Linked DNA regions of Pan troglodytes: region 2 is linked to region 1. Evidence: chromatin contacts called from public Hi-C data. All regions are on one chromosome and are shown on one strand. The core of a region is the stretch at or near the end of the contact, and the rest is flanking DNA. Distances in the headings are between cores, read along the strand shown. Region 1 overlaps NFIA (nuclear factor I A). Region 2 overlaps LOC129143807 (a long non-coding RNA gene).

What was found. Hi-C and Micro-C count contacts between places; a contact is called where the count stands out from the background.
Region 2: a Hi-C map of stem cell-derived neural progenitor cells shows a contact between it and region 1, with 4 times the contacts expected there. The contact joins two enhancer-like sites. A contact is called at or near these places in 2 of 7 Hi-C or Micro-C datasets (blood and stem cell-derived neural progenitor cells) and 1 of 1 other capture datasets (stem cell-derived neural stem cells).

Annotation. Positions count from the first base shown.
Region 1 is chr1:169,547,465-169,552,710 of NHGRI_mPanTro3-v2.0_pri, reverse strand. NFIA (nuclear factor I A) reads left to right here. Exons shown (of 11, transcript XM_001157327.8): 11 at 3,732-5,246. The coding sequence ends at 3,749. Among named protein-coding and RNA genes, the nearest start is that of TM2D1, 280 kb to the right of the region's middle. Within about 2 kb of position 1,985, at least 12 of the 24 cell types and tissues checked have an H3K27ac peak or open chromatin away from gene starts, as enhancers often do. A contact at or near this core is called in stem cell-derived neural progenitor cells, where this site is marked.
Region 2 is chr1:170,031,856-170,037,101 of NHGRI_mPanTro3-v2.0_pri, reverse strand. All of the region lies in intron 1 of LOC129143807 (a long non-coding RNA gene), which reads right to left. Among named protein-coding and RNA genes, the nearest start is that of NFIA, 110 kb to the right of the region's middle. Within about 2 kb of position 2,686, at least 14 of the 24 cell types and tissues checked have an H3K27ac peak or open chromatin away from gene starts, as enhancers often do. A contact at or near this core is called in stem cell-derived neural progenitor cells, where this site is marked.

The sequences.
Region 1 (5,246 bases), core at 736-3,235:
CAGCACATCCCAAACTCTAGACATTGTGAATGTTACCGACTAATTTTACGTAACTGGAGCCTTGGTGGGAGGTGTGGATTTGTGGACCTCCACAACAACTATAGCTGAAAGTTTCTGAGGAAAAAATAGATCAAAGCTCTGTGTTTACTTAATGTAAATGTATCAAGATAACATCATCTTATATTGCATTGTAATAATGCCACTCACTGCACATAGGGAGGGAGATTCCTTTGTAGTCCATTTGGATACAGTAGGGTAGATTAAGGGGCTATAAAGTACGAAGGCAGAAAACATATGAAACCTATGCTTATGTCACTAAATGTCTGAGGATGGTTTTTGTTTAATGTGTTCCCATTTTCCCAGTGATTTGCTGCTCAACCCCAACAATCGAATAAGCTCAGATTTCTTTTATGTTTTTCCTATATGACCCAAGAAGAAAATATGCAGAATCATTCCTCAATTAATGTTCTAAAATTTGTACTGCTTGCATAATAGAAATTATAAGAAAATATCACAAGAGAAAAGTAGGCTTTTACAAACATTATATTGTCCATCTGGTGTTACTAGCAGCTCATGGAAGTTTCTAGGAATTGACTGGCTTACACATGTGTGACTGTCACACTCATCCCAATGGGATTATGAGTGTCTTTACAAACTGATTAGGAGAAAATTCAGGGAGATGTATGAATTATTATTATTATTATTATTATTAGAACTATCTGCCATCTCTGCAAATAAATGATTTAATCAGAGACTTCAAAAAAAAAAAATTCCCTGTGTGGTTCCCCTAACCAACTTCCTATTCTGGAAAACCTTGGTCAAGTAGCTGGGTTAATTGTCATGAAGATTAGTGTGATGTTGAAATAAGTACTAATGGTCAAATTATAGGAGTGAACAAGTTTAAGAATAGGTTTTGGTTTGGGCCTGAAAGGGTTAATTAAGGTTTTTTCACGGGTTATTAAAGACCCCCAACCTCTGCCTTCAGGAGTCATATTGACACCCCACCACAGGGCAGCTCAGCCCCTCTATTGACATGTTGCTGGTCAGAGCACAATAGCCTTCTGTGTCTGCAAATCATTGCTAAAATCATCTCAAGGAAAAAAAAAGTTTGAAAGCTTTAACGTTAGACAAAAGCCCAAGAGTTGCAGCGCGCAGCTCAAAAACCTGGAGTCAGCAACTTCTATTGATTAAAAACTAACCTTTAAAGTAACTCTGAGAGTGTGTGGTTAGCATTTAAATTTAAACATGTCATGAGTTGATTTGTGTTACTGAATACCAACTCAGAAGGAGTAACATTCACATCGCATTTTTTTTTTCTAATTCCCTTAAGCAGCTAAAGTATTTCATGAAATGTCAATAGGGCAAAAAGAAAAAGAGGAGGGGGGCTGATGCTGGGCCTGGTAGTTTTCTTTCCCATGCAAATATCCACCCCCCAAAAGAAAAGTGTGGAGAGTGAAACACAATAATTAGTCCTTTGTCTAACTTTCCCAAGTGCCAGAGAAAGACAGATTAATTAAATATACAACAGTGTTGGTTTTTGGAGTGGGGGTCTTGCTTGCTGTGTAGGTCATAAATTAGGCAGAATAAATACTTCAATGTGTTTGCAGTGGGCCTGCTACGTCAGAACCACTGGAAGGTTGGTGGGAGGAGAGCAGAGGGTTTCTTGCTAATGATAGTCACGTCTGGGTCTGTCTGGTTGCTCTTAGCAACCAGACATGATGTAACACCAGGATGAACTTGAACTTGGGGGACTTGAAAAGAGAACAATAGACCAGAGCAATCAATAAAGCCTATTTCAGTGAAGGATTACAGAGCTGCTCTGGGGTAACCTTGTCGGCAAGGCACATACTGAATAGTAAGATGTGTGAAGAAACTTTTTTTTTTTTTTTTTTTTGCGCTTTGCTTTTTAAGAGAAGTGCAGAGGCACTGCAGATTTTTGTAGTGCCCTGAGGTCTCGTCCAGAAACTGTGGTGTGGAGAACTGCTCCCCCTGCTGACTCACTGGGTGCCAGGCCTTTGCTTCAAGAACTACCTTAGTGTCAGATTGAAGAAGTCTGGAATTTCACAACCGACTTAGAAAGTGTGAAAACAGAAATAGTAAGCATTATTCCCCGCACCCAAAGTTTGAGCCTGTTTTGTAGAAGGGAGGAAGCGGCTCTAACGTGGATGAGAGTCAGCTGTTAGGTAGAGGCCTACTAGAAACACGGTTTGGGGCTTGCTTTCTCTCTCCTTTCTCTCTCCCTCTTCTTTCTTTTGTCCAGCTAGATTTAGGCCATGTGTATTTGCCAGGCTGATTTCCTTTCAGGACACAAGAGGCTTTATTGTGTTCCTCAAAGCATGTGGTCAAAGAATAACATCTGAAAGTCTACAGGATGCGTAGTTTTTCGGTCTGGGCTTAAGTTTTTTAAACTCCTCTGGAAATCAAAGGTGGCTTGTGTGACTAGGAAATCTTATACCAAACTCCATGTAGCTATCACTTAGCCATTCATCCCTGGGGACCAAATGAGTCCTTACGTTACCTAATGGAATCTCTTCCACAGGGATGATCCTTCACTTGCCTGAAGCAACCCAATCAGAACCCTTTCTGATACCGTCAACTTAAAGAATTCAGAAGCATTGGTTTTTGTTAGGCCTTGGTAATTTTTCTGTAAATAATGATAAATGTAGTGAATTTGTCAAGGTATCTCTAGAGAAAAGTCGGCAAAAGCCACATACTTTTTTATTTCACTGGAGAAACTAACTCTGATGTTAGTCCATAATTGCTCATTCTGTCTAGCTAACAGAAAAAGAAATGCCAGCAGATAAAGTGATATATGACCAGACAATTGCTCAAAGCTAATCACCTAAGGATTTACGAAAGGAAAAGGTAACCAGTAACTGGGCCTGGCAGGCACACAGAAGGCTCTAAATAAATGCTGCATGGACGCAAGCATGAATGAAGGGTACGCAGTGGCCTCATTTTTCTTTTGGACAATGTGGTACTTAATAGAGTAAAATCTTGATCCTGCTTAGTTATTATGTTTCATGCTTGAAAATACCATTTTAGATATATTGGGCTGAAAGGAGCATCTTCCCTCATAAAATCCTACATATGTAAGGAAGGAAAAATACTGTGACTTGCTCAAAATCACCCAGGAAGACTGGGTCCAGCACTTTTTCCACCTTACCTCCACTTATTCTTGTGTCGCTATTGACCATCTGGGCCTGTTAGGAGAGTGTCACAATCATGGCTTCAGTGCCTGCACCTCATTTGAAAGGAGAAGTTGAAAATCATCAGAGTAGCCATTCATTGCCACATGAAACCCCTCCCTTCACCCATTCTCCATTCATTCAACTCTTCTTCATTAAGAACGTTCTGTATTCCAGGCACTGGGCTAGGCACTGAGGATTGAATGATAAACAAGATGGTCAAGTTTCCTGCCCTCCTATAACTGCCCCCATCAGTTAACAAAACCCTTATTTGTATTTCAAGTGAACAGAAATACCTCATTCTGTAAGATACACTCAGAATGTTGGAAAACCCCAACGAAGACAATGAATTATAATTTCAGAAGAGTAAGATCAGTTTCAGTGTCACAGGATTTTTTATTGTCTGTCGTGCCTTTACTTTTCCCAGCGAATCCCTCCCGCATCCCTAACGTAGATCCTGATTTCGTGGTTGAAAAGGCAACTTCTAAAACACACGTTTTTACAAATTGTGATTTTAATTGTATTTTTCCTTTTGTCTTCCAGTCCTGGTACCTGGGATAAAAGTTGCAGCGTCCCACCATCCACCAGACAGACCACCTGACCCCTTCTCAACTCTGTAACATGGACGCAACCTCAACCCAGCGCAGTTACAACTTCACTGTCAGTGGAAGGGGAGAAAAACCGATTCAAATCAACTTGTACATGGAAACAGCAAGCATTATGGTCAAACAGCAAAGGCCATAACCTTTTGGGATTTTTTTTTTTTTAAATACTTTAGGGACTGTTGTAATTTCTCATATGGTGCTGGAAATGGTTGGGCTTTGTAACATTTGAAGTGTTTCCATGGTAGCGTGAGCATTAGGTGACGTGGCTAGCGGAGGACTACCCTTGCTCACTGACTTCCTGTTGTAACACACTTTCCTTACGGAGCCTGGCTGTTTCACAGTATTTCATGAATTTACCCACACAGGTGTGATCCTCCTTGAGCATTGAGGAGGCACATGGAGAACTAAATCTTTTGTAGTAGCTGAGATCTGCAATATATAACTTACGGGACAGTCAAAGGGCAATGTTTTTCTGTAACATATTGGAAAAAGAAAATGCAGTTATATTCCTTTTTTATTTGTTCCTTTAGTTTGTTTTGGTTCAGCAGTCAGCAGTTAAGTATATAACATGGCCCGCAAGGACAATGAATCCACTCACATTGCAGAACAATTCCGAAAATGGCAAACTACTACTACTACTGTTCAGTTTTTTAAAAGTTTTGAAATGCTGCACTTACATTTAAAAAAACAACAACAACATTTTTTCAACAATTTCAACAATGACACAAAAATTCACATGGAAATGGGGAAGATGGTCTGTTTTGACAGAAACTGACAGGAATCAATCAAAACAATCGAATTTTGAATTGAGTAAAGTGCAATTTCATTGGATAGCTAAATATCTTTGTAAGATAGAGATTGTTGAAAATTCTATTTTTGTTTTTCTAGTCCTTTCACCCCAGGACTCTAAATTATTGGGGTAAAAAACAGCCTTGCAAGAAAAAGGGGAGCTATTTTTGCTTTTTATGTTTTTTATTGTTAAACTTGTATCCCTTTAAAAACTGAAGGAAATTAAAAAAAAAAAACAAAAAAACAAATCTAATGGTGCTTTTACCACAATATGTTAACTACATTAAATGCTAATTAATTATTTTCTGTTATCAAAGCACATGACTAAAATGAAATCATGGTATCTGTTAATTTTATAAGCTAGAAGTCACTATAATGGATTATGCCAATTCTAAAAAATTTTACACCTATCTGGCATCATAGGATTTATCAGTTATCAGACACCTCATTGTACCAGAGATTGTCCAGAAGTTTTAAAGACCTTTGCATCCCTGAACTGGGCTATGGGAAATAATAATAGTAATAATAATAATAATAATAATAATGAAACCAATACTGACACAAATGCTGGTGCCCATTCAGATCAAGGGTACTTGTTAGGGAAAAAAAAAAAGTTTGCACCCCCAAACGTCCTGTATCTTATGAAAAAAAAAAAAAACAAAAA
Region 2 (5,246 bases), core at 1,437-3,936, 480 kb before region 1:
GCGGAGGCATAGGGAGCCTCTGCCAGTTTTCTCAGGGAAATGGGAGGTGAGGTTGACAGACAAGGAGGGGAGGTGGTGTGGTTTGGGGAACTGAAAAGGCAAGATAGGCTCTGGAAGGCTTCTCTGGGAAATGCAAGAAGATACTAATAAAGAACAAATAAAAGACAGTTCCAAGGTAGAAACCACAAATTTTTATGTGGCATTAAGTACACATCATAATGCAAAATACTCCAAAAATACTTAGTGCTCTGGGCATGAGAGTAGAGAAAGTGGAGAGAACATATCATTGGACAGACAGAGCATGTGCGTGTGCAAGGGAAGGGGAGGGGTGCCATGAAGAGTTCAAATGCAAGTGTGTGGAGTCTGTCCTGCCTGATGGACTGAGAGAAAGTGGATCAAGGAGTTGGAGCTGGAATGGCAAATAGTTTTCATCTCACGCATCAACTCCAGTTGATGGAACCTGTGCTGAGAAGGATCCCAAAGCAACCTCTGGGTTTAATAGGAGAGTGGCATGATCAGTCTGTGAGGTTCTCAATGAGCTGGAAAGAGTGGCAACAATCACACCAGGCATTGGCCATCTCTGGACCAGAGGCCAGACAAGGCTGTGAGAAGAGAGGAGTAAGAGAAGTAGCAGGACAGGGGGCTGTGGCCAGAGTGAGATGTTGGAAGGTGAGGTTTCGTGAAGACATCAAGGCCTAGAACATGGCTAGGGAAAAGTTTGGCTGACTGAAGAACAAGGCACAATCTAGTGTTCAAATACCTTCATGCTGCTGCTCTTGCCTCACTGAAGAGGTAAAGTGTCTTCAGAAGACATGTGACATAAGGGAATGGTGGATGGTTGAAGAAACACTTGGCTGTTCTAATGTAAACAGAAGAAGGAGTGGGAAGCTCTCATTTCTCCATCATTATCAGGCTCTGTTCTCAGGAAGCCAGAGAAACCTATGGCATGCTGCCTATGCAGGCCTCCTCCAGACCCATGGCTCAGACAGACCCGCCTAAACTCCAGCAGAGAAACAAGTCCCTGACCATTCCCTTCATCAGGGCAGGCAGGATGCAAGCCAACAGCTTCTCCTCCAGTGAGCCAATCCCATTACTTTTTTCCTTTTTAACTTTGTAAGAACACGTAACATGAGGGCCACCTTCTTAGCAAAATTTTAAGCACACAATACAGTATTATTGACGATAGGTAAAGCGTTGTACAGCAGATCTCTAGAACTCACTCATCTTGCTTAACTAAAACTGCATGCCCATTGATTAACAACTGTTCATTTCCCACTCCACCTAGCTCCTGGCAACCACCATTGCACTCTTTGATTCTACGAATTTGGCAATTTTAGATACCTCACATAAGTGGACTCATGCAGTTTCATCTTTCTCTGACTGGTTTATTTCATTTAGTTTAATGTCCTCAAGATTCATCCATGTTGTCACATATTTTAGAGTTTCTTTTTTAAGGCTAAGTAATATTCTGGGATGTGTGTGTGTGTGTGTGTGTGTCTGTTCCACATTTTCTTTATCCATTGATCTGTTGTTGGATATTAGTTCATTTCTACATCTTGGCTATTGTGAATAGTGCTGCAATGAACACGGGAGTACTAATATCTCTTCAAGATCCTCATTTCAATTCTTTTGGATAAATACCCTGTGGGACTGCTGGATCATATGGTAATTCTATTTTTAATTTTTTGAGGAACCTCCATACTGTTTTCCATAGCAGCTGCACCATTTGGCATTCCCACCAACAGCATGCAGGGTTCCAACTTTCCCACATCCTTGCCTGAATCTCTTTTTGGATTCTGGAGTGACAGTGTCTCAGGATCTTGGCAGGGAAGGACCATCACCTCCTCATAATCCGTGCCACTCTGGAGGGCTGAGCACACGGTTCTCCTTGTTTCCCTGTTTGCCAGCTTGCCTTGTGGATAAATGCAGAGAAGGATTCAGGATTGGAGGGAAGGGTGAATTCACGGCCCTACAGAGCATGTCTAAAAGCATTTGTCAAAAAAAGAGTTAATGACTGCTTCTCTGCGGGAAGCCCTAAAGAAATGAGTGTTCTGAAGTGTAGAACATTCGCTTTTACGGTAGGTGGTGTTATTGTTACATGTTCATACAGACAGTGCTAATTAACAATCCTAAAGGCCACATCATTAAATTATTTCTCCGCTAAAAATCCTATGATGTTTAATGCATCCCAGCAATTCAATTATATCTAAAACACTGGCCTGAACGGCAGGCACTATTCTGTGGCTGACAAAGTGCAAGTTGCTCTTAAGAACAGGTGAAGCTTAACAAGGAAAGAACAACATCTGACAAACTACCTCCCTGCTCTTCTCCCTAACATATACCCTAAGAATAAAAACAACAGTGATATTCCAAGAAAATTAACGTGGGTCTTACCTTTGCTAGACCGGCGATGAAATATAGGCTTTACCAAATTTTCTGTGAAGAATCTGACAAGATTTTCTTAAAAGATTTCACCCAAAATAATCAAATCAGTGCCCTCAGATCTATTTAAGGTCCATCGGGTTTCACTGTTTTTTTCTCTGGATCCTACCACCCATCCTTTGTCATTTCTAACCACTGCAAATTGCATTTTGGGTTTGAACTTGGGGTGACTTCATGGCTTTGGTCTGGGTTTTTCCTGGATGTGTATCACAGTCAGCAGAGAGCACTTTGAAGAGCACACAAAGCCTCTTTGTCTCCCACTCAGTGAAATATCTCAAGTACAGAGCGCAGTGAAAAAGGGCTTCTTTCCAGCTTAAACACACACACACACACACACACACACACACACACACACACAAAAGAAGCTCTTGCCCTTCCCTGCCGCCCCCAGCCGCTGTGGTGAGACAGTCTCTGCACAGGCACAGGGCCCAGTGCAACTGGCCAAGTGGCCTCAGTCCTCTGGACAAGGCTTGGCAGGCAGCACCATGACAGAACCTCCTGCTTGGAAGGTGTTGGTGCCGAGACTGCATCTGGGAGCAGCACATATGTGATTCCACTAGTTTTTACACAAAGAGGCAGACTATGCCAGTGGCCAGCTGGCCAGCTGGGCACTCATCTGCAACCTTAGAAGCAGGAGTCAGGGAGCAACCCACTGATCCTCTTGTCATGATCTTCCCAAGTGCCCAGTTTCCACATAAACCATTTCCTCATCACTCTCCTCCCTAACACTATCCCAACAGTACCCTCAAGGAGGCCCCACTCAGCTCTATGAGGACAGGGGGCTATGTATCTCCTTAGCTCCATACCACCAAGCACACTGCCTTACATGGAACACACTCTCAGTAAAGGTTTCTTGGATGGAAAGATGAATGAACAGATAGACAGATGGATGATGGGTGGGTGGATGAGTGTGCGCATGGATGGGTGTGTGCAGGGATGGGTGGGTGGATGGATGGGTGGGTGGATAGAAGAATCTTATAAACCATTGTTCGGATCCTGGCTCAAACATTTTCTTTTTGTGAGATCTTGGGAAAATTACCAAAACTAAGATACTACAAAACTAAGCCTTTTGGTTTTTTATCTATACAAAGAATGATAGCAGTTACGGTGGAGATTGAGAAAATTCAGTAAGCACCTGATAGTAGGTGCTCTGTACACATTCATGGTTTTTACCCAGGAACTGTTTATAGATTATCAAGTCCCTTGCTTCTGTAGGAGGTCTTTCCTATCACTGTCGAATTCATTGCTCACTTGCATCTCTCCCAAAGGGATGGCAGAGGAAAGGTAGTAAAGGGTGCTTAGACTGGAGTGAGGACTACAAGAGGGAGCACCAGTATTGACTGGGGATGCAGGGTTTCTAATTTTTCTAGCCCAGAAAAATTCAGACAGGCATGGTTTGGAGGAGACCTGGGTTCCAGTCAAGGCCCTGTCCCCAACTAGCTGGATAAACATGGCATGATCACCTCTCCCTTGTGGTCCTAGATTTCTTCTATGAGATAAACTCATATGATTGCATGAATGCTGAAGTCTCTTCAACTCCCAACTCTGTGATTCTATCCTTCGAGATCCACTTAACATCTTCTTACCTCCTCATTGAAGCCTGTCCTGACCATTCCTGCTGACAATAAATTCTCCCTCTTCTCAGAATCTGTGACTCTTGTCTGCGCTATGTGTCTGGAAATTAGTTCACGTCATGGCCTTGCAATGATGATGATAGCAAACACTCAAATCATACTAACTGGAGGACCAGAGATTATTCTTAGCTACACACATACGCACATACACTTGAACATATGCATGCACATACACACACATACACACATAATCATTACATTCTCATAATACCTCTCTATGAAGTGAGCAATCTCAAAATCTCATTTTACAGATGAAAAACTGACACATAAACACACAAAAAAAATTTACCCAAGACCAAACAGTTTTAAGCACTGGGCCAAGTATTTGAACCCAAGCAGGCATGACCTGCTGTTACCAGGCTGTCATAGGTCTCCTTGTTATTCAGCATCTCACTCCTCTCCCCAGTAGCTTCCCTGAGCATAGGGGCAGTGGGGTGCTGTGGCTAAGTCAAAGTACTCCCTGTCTAGACCACCTGTATGTGAACCCCAAATCTATTTTACTGCTTTGTACCTCTATTTTGCCATGCATAAAACAAGAGTAAAAAGTGCACTCCCTCGTAGGGTTGTTATGAGAATTAAATTAGTTACTCTAAGTAAAGCATTTAGACCAGACATTTGCTGTTATTGGGTGTAGGAGCCCAGCCTAAAACATCTCTGTAGTCTCTATGCCTCATACATAGGGAATGCTTTTGTGTTGACTCAGTCAAGAACATGGGAGGAGGAGTCAAACAGACCAAGTCCAGTCCTAGCTCAACCACAGATTAACTTTATGACCTTGAGCATGTCAGTTAACTTCTAAGTCTCAGTTTTCTCATTTATAAAATGGGAATCACACGTGCTGCCCAGTGAATCCCACAAAGCTGTGCTACTCAATTCAACAAGACATATGTGTGCACCGTGCATAAACTATTAGATAAGTGGAAGGGTTTGTAACTAGTTTAGTCTAGATGAAACCACCACCTGAGGATATCTGAAGGTCTCTGCTCGAGGGCTGTGGTCACCCTACTTCAAAAGCAGAAGGGACAGATCCCTTCAAAGGGGCCCTGTTTGTAGAACTCTTGCTAAGCCACATAATGTTATCACAAAAGCATGTTGCAGAGAGGACCTCCTGATTTTATCAAACTGGAGAAACCACCCTTCCATGCCCAATATGGGACAAGTCATGAGTTT